Linked DNA regions of Mus musculus: region 2 is linked to region 1. A link is a contact called in public HiChIP or PLAC-seq data. All regions are on one chromosome and are shown on one strand. The core of a region is the stretch at or near the end of the contact, and the rest is flanking DNA. Distances in the headings are between cores, read along the strand shown. Region 1 holds the start of Bola3 (bolA-like 3 (E. coli)). Region 2 overlaps Dguok (deoxyguanosine kinase).

What was found. HiChIP or PLAC-seq counts read pairs in DNA pulled down with a chosen protein or histone mark.
Region 2: an H3K4me3 HiChIP or PLAC-seq map of bone marrow-derived macrophages shows a contact between it and region 1, with 3 times the contacts expected there. The contact joins the enhancer-like site here to the promoter of Bola3 in region 1. A contact is called at or near these places in 8 of 39 promoter capture datasets (the 3T3-L1 cell line, the C10 cell line, cranial neural crest and 3 more), 3 of 15 datasets of contacts at CTCF or cohesin (embryonic stem cells and stem cell-derived epiblast-like cells), 55 of 484 Hi-C or Micro-C datasets (3T3-L1-derived adipocytes, the C10 cell line, CD8 T cells and 23 more), 20 of 115 datasets of contacts at active chromatin or transcription factors (the 230-238 cell line, the HPC-7 cell line, bone marrow-derived macrophages and 14 more) and 4 of 9 other capture datasets (adipose tissue, embryonic stem cells, liver and 1 more).

The regions. Positions count from the first base shown.
Region 1 is chr6:83,347,515-83,350,907 of GRCm38.p6, forward strand. Bola3 (bolA-like 3 (E. coli)) reads left to right here and starts at 1,962. Exons shown (of 4, transcript NM_175277.5): 1 at 1,962-2,040. The coding sequence starts at 1,987.
Region 2 is chr6:83,486,701-83,489,790 of GRCm38.p6, forward strand. Dguok (deoxyguanosine kinase) reads right to left here. Exons shown (of 7, transcript NM_013764.2): 4 at 284-431. Among named protein-coding and RNA genes, the nearest start is that of Dguok, 19 kb to the right of the region's middle. Within about 2 kb of position 1,746, at least 18 of the 459 cell types and tissues checked have an H3K27ac peak or open chromatin away from gene starts, as enhancers often do. A contact at or near this core is called in bone marrow-derived macrophages and microglia, where this site is marked.

The DNA.
Region 1 (3,393 bases), core at 712-3,211:
CATGCAGGCAAAATACCCAGACACATAAAATTTAAGAATTTTAAGAAGCCTCAAGTTGTAGGTAGTGCTAATGTGGCTTGGTTGGAGGTAAGTCTCAATGACAGAAACCATAGTTTGAAAGATAATTGTGTGACCAAATGTCTGGCAGAACCTGTGAGGACAATATCATATCCTGCCGTTCAGATTCCAGCTAGGTGGATAGGTAAGGGTGAAGTCATGAAAGTTTATTTCTCTGAAGTCTGAAGGATTTGAGAGTGAACGTTTTTCTCTCAAATGGTTTGGCAACCTCTTGGAAACTAACGGTAAGAGTGCACAGTGGAGAGTCAGCCGTTCTCAGTGACAGTGGTGGGGGGGAGGTGATTGTTCTATGGAAAAGGATTGACAAGCAAAAGCCAGTGTGCATGACAGACAGGTCTACACTTACAGCTTTCTTCTGTGGCCGCTTCATTGCCAGTACATCTCTAAGTATTTGGTGGCAATGCTGGTTGCCCTCAGTGCCAGGCTTTCTACAAGCAGAGCAACACATCGGTAAGTCATAATTTCTGTAGTTCCTGCCAAGTCCAGGAGCCGTGTCTCATTGGTCTGGTTCAGATGATATGACCTGTTAAACCAATCACCATCTAGTTACAGTTCTGCTCATGTGATCATGTGCTTTGAGTAGCAAAGAGGGACCACTATACAGCTGGAAAACATTTTAAACAGTTTTGATTGTGTTCTTGGCATAAAAGAGGAAACTTAACAGCTAATAAATTATTCCCAGTTACACTAACCATAAAGTTTAAGGAATCAAGCCTATCAAGTAATCTGGAGATGAGGGCTAGTAACAGGAGTCACTCAACATTGGGAGGGATGAACACTTTGTTTAGCTTCGAGACAGGGTTTCTCTATGTGGTCCTTACTGCCCTTGAACCTGCTGCCTTGAACTAACAGAGATCCACCTGCCTCTGCCTCCTGAGTGCTGGGATTAAAGGTGTGGGCCACCATGCTGGGCCTATAAATAAGCCTACTTTAATTGGTCACTTTAAAGAACAACTCTAGGTCCAAGCCACACAATAGCTACGGACTGCATAGGCACAGGTGCAGTGACGAAAGGCGGACAGTTCTTGCAGGCTACACCAGATGTGAGGCTGTAAACAGTTACTACTGCAGAAGCCAAGGACTTAATGGAACTTGGGCTTTTATTCTCCCACTGTAAACCAGTTAGGTTTGGTTGGTGGTTACTCAGCCCTCGTGGAGTGCACTCCCAATCCTACCTTTTCTGGAGGGTTTATTTTTCTGTTTGCTTGATTTTGAGACAGGGTCTCACTGTGTAGCCCTGGCTGACCTGCCATTGCTTCTCCAGTGCTGGCATTAGCTACCACATTTTAGTTTTGAGATAGGAACTAAAAACTAAAGTCGGCCTGGCACTCACCTTAGCCCTGACTGGTTTTGAACACAAAACAACCCTGGGATTAGAGGTGCCGTACTATGCCTGTGGTGACTTGTGTCTCCTGGAACTTAGAGAAATCCAAAACAAATGTCCACTCCCACCCCTCCTGGAATACCCCGCCAAACCCTATCCCCAGGCAAGTGGCCATTGCAGCAGTCTGCCCTCTCCAATTTCAGCCCCCTCACAAAGTCTCCGCCCTTTCTAGAACACAAGACTCCGGTGGCTTGAGACTTTCACAGCAACTCCAATCAGGAAAGAAGCCAGTTTCCCAGAGCACTGACTGGGATGTTCGGGGTGAGGGCAACCTGTTCTGTGCACCCCAGGGTTCTGGCTGCGGAGGAGTGCGACCTGGGGTATTTAGGGGACCCTGCAGTGGCAGCCAGGCCAAGGCAGGACGGGGAACGCCCATGTTTGCAGGTGCGGCCGGTTCCGGGTGGCGACCGTGGTGCGGGTGCGGCCTCCGGACGGCAGGGGGCGGGCTCGGCCTGGGCGGCGACTCTGGACACAGTGCCCGCGTCTTTCCGGCTGCACCGTGACCTCGGGCTGCGTCGCCGGGCATGGCGGCATGGGGCCCGGCGGCCGCTGCGCCTCTGCTGCGCGGGAGCCGCGGGGTGAGCCGGCGGGGCTCGGGCGGAGCTGCGGGGGAGCTCGGGCGGCTGTTGTCAGGCTGGGGACCCGGGGCAGGGCCGAGGTCCTTCCTTGTTCTCATTCATTCACTCCTGCCCTCTGCATCGCACCGGGTGTGCTGGGGGCTACTGGACTTAGGCGGATCGGGAGACAGTTCCATAACCAGTCACAGTACAGAGACCCTGGGAAAGGCTGCCTTATGTACAGGAAAACATAGGTGTCATAGCCCCGAGTCCTGGCTTTGGTCCTGGGCACTCGGGACGAGCTTGTACCCTACAATTGTATGCTTACCAGGCCTCTGACCTTGACTCTCTGTAGCCTGCCGGCTAGAGTAGAAGCCCAGCACAGGGCGAGCTCTCCTAATTCGTCCAACCCCTGTTGGTTTTTGAGACCGCTTCTCGAATTATAGCCCTGGCTGGCTTAGAACTTATGACATCCCTCCTAACTCCTGGAATAAAGTAAGCCACAGAGCCCATTCTTTCTCCCCTTTACAGTCTCATCATTAGCTTTACCCCCATCCACCTCTCCTTATTTGCCTGCTGGTCTTGAATCTATCACTCAACATGAGGAGTTTTGTTGCTGCACGGACGCCCAGGGCAGTTCATGTGTGATTTTTGTCAGTCTGGATAGGTGTGCTAAGATGATCGCCTCCTTTGAGGACTCTGCAGCTCTTAGTGATTTTACATTGCCATCCCGTTCTTCCAGCTATGCTTCTATCTCAGGAGCAATCCCACTGGCAAACCTTGCAGATGTGTCCAGGCTCACAGCCTCGTGGTTTCGTTCCTTTGTGCGGCACACAGACCATCTAACTCCAGACCTTTCCCCTGGCCCGCATCTCAGCCATCTCTTAGGCATCTTGGCCTAATGTCCAGTGACCATGCCTCTCACCTGCTCATTCGCTGCTTCAGAGGACCTGCCTGAGGATCAGCTCTGGGATGCTGCTCTAGAGGGACAGACTCCATCTTGTCCTTTAAGATTGGCTAATGAGAGAGCTGGGGAGATGGCACAGTTGGTAAAGGGATCACAAGGATGGGCTGAGTGACCCTAGGACCCTTGTGAGATGGTGGATAAGGGCGCTCCCTGATTTTGCAGAGGATCCCAGTTCAGTTTCCAGCATCCATGTCAGTCCACTCACAGCTGTCTGTAACCCTAGGTCCTGGGCTCTGATACCCTCCCTCATCCAACCTCTGAAGATCTTGCATCCATGTGCACACACTCTTACACACGCACATACACATAGTTAAAAATAAAAATTTAAGAACAGAAGCCAGGTGTGGGGGCACATACTTGAACTCCCAATCCTGGGAGTGCGAGACAGGTGGATCCCTGGGCTTGCC
Region 2 (3,090 bases), core at 496-2,995, 140 kb after region 1:
TTGCAGGACGCATCTCTTGTGTTTCCTGAAGTTCTTTAGATAAAACAGAACAAAACTCCAAACAATATAGACACTAAGTGTTATTTTTGAGAGAGAGAGAGAGAGAGAGAGAGAGAGAGAGAGAGAGAGAGACAGAGACAGGGTTTCTCTGTGTAGCCCTGGATGTCCTGGAGCTCAATCCGCAGACCAGGCTGGCCTCGAACTCACCAAGATCTGCCTCCCTCATTCTGGGATTAAGGCAGATGCCACCATCACCTATAGAAGATTTTAGGCTCAGAGTTACCTGGGGTGAAGCCTGGAGATAGATGAAGCCGTGTAACAAAAGCCGGTTTGCGAACTCCTGCAGGAGAAAGGAGTGCCAGTCCTGATAGATGTGCCACTCGATGTCACTGAGGGAGCCATTTTCAAATAGATTCTTTGCAAAGATATACCTGGTTGGAATTGTTGAGTGGGAGGTTGGGGTGGAGGAAGAAAGTCAGGAGTGGGAGAAAAGCAGAAAAATCAGTAACTGGCTTGTTTCATGCTTATCCAAACCACTTAACCATTCTAGCTCTTATTAGCCATTAAAAATAACCTGATTTAAAAAATATCGCCCCCCAACCCTATTTCCACCTGCCCCCTTCCCCCTTGCCACCTGTAGTCATCGAGAGAGCTGGCCTCAAGGTCATGAGAGCAGGAGAGTTAGCCCTGCACCTTGCCTGACCAACACAGTGGAGCTGGCCTATGGGTGTGAGCTGCTCAGCTGTCCCAGCCCCTCGCCAGCTGCAGCACCTGGGAGAATGGGCCCCGAGCCCGACTGGGCAGCACAGTGGAGCTGGCTCTGGGGGTGTGGGTGGGGGCATGACAGGAGAGCTAACCCTGCCTCCTGCTGATGGCAGTATTGGGTGGCCTAGCTGGAGCAGGGCTGGAGAGCTCACCCTGGAAGTGCAGATATGGAAGAGCCAGCAGGCTGACCTGCTCAGCTACCACCTATGACCAGATTCTGGGATCTGAGTTGGCCCACCCCATTATCTGTTGGAGTGCATGAAAGGGCCAGTCCTGCAGATCCAAGGCTGCAGGGTCGCCATGACACAGGGCAGCAACAGGATAACTAGGAGGAACCCCAGTGAGGATCCAATATTGATGGTATGATAGCAGCCAGAAACCTCCAACCAGACTCACTGCCATGAACACTTACAATGAAGACGTATGGACAGAGAGGTACATTGTGGGATACACTATGGCACAGTACAGCTTCCACGATGTTTTTTATGCTTTGTTTTGTTTATTTTTTTGTTTGTGAGTTTATTTTCTTTTGGGAGGGGAGGTTGCAAGTTTGGAGGGCAGATACTATGGGACGGGGAGATAGGTGGGCTGAGATGCACGATGTGAAACTCACAAAGAATCAATTCAAAGTTTAAAAACTGTATTTTTATTATTTATGTGTGCGTGTATGTTTCTGGGTGGGTTTGTGTAAGTACAAGTTGGTGCTTGTGGAGACCAGAAGAAGACATTGGATTCACTGGGCTAGACTTACAGGCAGCTGTGAGCCATTTGATGTGGGTGTGGGGAATGAACTTTGGCTCCTCTAGAAGAGAAGCAAATGCTCTTAGCTGCTGGACTGTCTTTCCAGCCCTGGAAATCTGAATTCCCAGTCTACAGCTCCCATCCTGCTCAGTCCTGTAATGAGAAACAGCACCTACACAGGCCGTGCTAGGGCCTACACACGGAGCAACCCACTACAAGGAGAGGGACTGTAGAAAGGGAAGCTGGCCAAGACACATGGCATGTGCATGGAAACCTGAGCCTTTGAGATTTCCTCATTACTACAGCAAGATTCCAAGCAAAACCCAAGTAAACGTAGGCTAAAGCCACCCTTCCATACTGCACTTCAGAGTGAGACTGCCGAGTCTTCGGCTGCTGAGCCATGCTGCTTTGTTGCTGAAAAGCAAGGGTGTCAGCTCTGGAGCTGACTTCAGTAGGACCAGGAGAGCAACCTCCTCTCCGGAGCATACAGGAACCTAGCTTCCTCTGCTGAGCTTCCAATCAAATCAAAGAGGGCTAATGCTGAATATCAAACTAACTTCCTTCTTTGCTTACTTCCACAAGAAAAGGAAGATCTGGTAAATTGAGAGATCAGAACTGTATAAACCATGGCTTTAAAAGGGTCAATTCTGCTGTTAAAGCTTGATACAAAACACATTTATATCTGCAATAATGAACTCCAGGTCTAAGGCAATGGTCAGCAACTGGCCACTTCTGAAAACCATGAAAACCAAACTGCTGTGTGACTGGCTCAGGGAAGTGCAAACTGCAAAGCTGTGTCTCTTTTAAGAGAGTGGCTTTTGTAAAATGACTCTGTAGAGTCTGATCCTCGTTGCAGCTTCCACAGGCCATGTTGCCTTGGGAAGATACCTGCCTCTCAACACATGGCAGACACGACTGAGATCTACTTGTGAGATGCTCAGGACGGTGATTGCCACTCAGTAGTCGACAGCTCTAAGCCTTCTGAACTGTTTCTCTGAGGCCACAAAGAAGCTAATTTGCAAACTCCAAAAGTGAACTTGCCCAGACTAGAATGTTTTAGCTAAAGCTCACTGAAGGCGACAAGAATTGGAAAGTGCTGCCAACTTCTCCACAGACAACTGAAGATGAAAGTTACATCTTACAAAGAAAAATGACTAAGCCTATAAAAGGGGCCTTTACCTCTCCTGAGGTAGGCACTTCCCCTGTTTCTCCATAGCTGCTGGTGGTGGGCAGAAGGTGGGGGTAAAGAGAGGGGGTTGCGGGATTGCAGACAGAACAGGGCTGAAGGACCCAGCAATCCAGAGCTTTGTTCTAAAGCCACACTGATGTTAATTCAATCAGAAAGCTTCTATTTCTTCTTCCCTGCAATCACTGTCCTCCGAAACATACACACACTTGTGAGTACATATGTCGTCCTTGCTGCAGTAGCCTTGTCATGGAGCCGGGACTGGCCTGGGGCTGAGCCTGGCTCCTGAGTGCAGGAGGCAGTCAGTAAACCTCCACTAACCCAGCCCAGGAGGGAATGACACTTTCGCCCTTCCACACTGGGGGCAACTCACGCCCTGGGCACAAAAGGGAAAATTG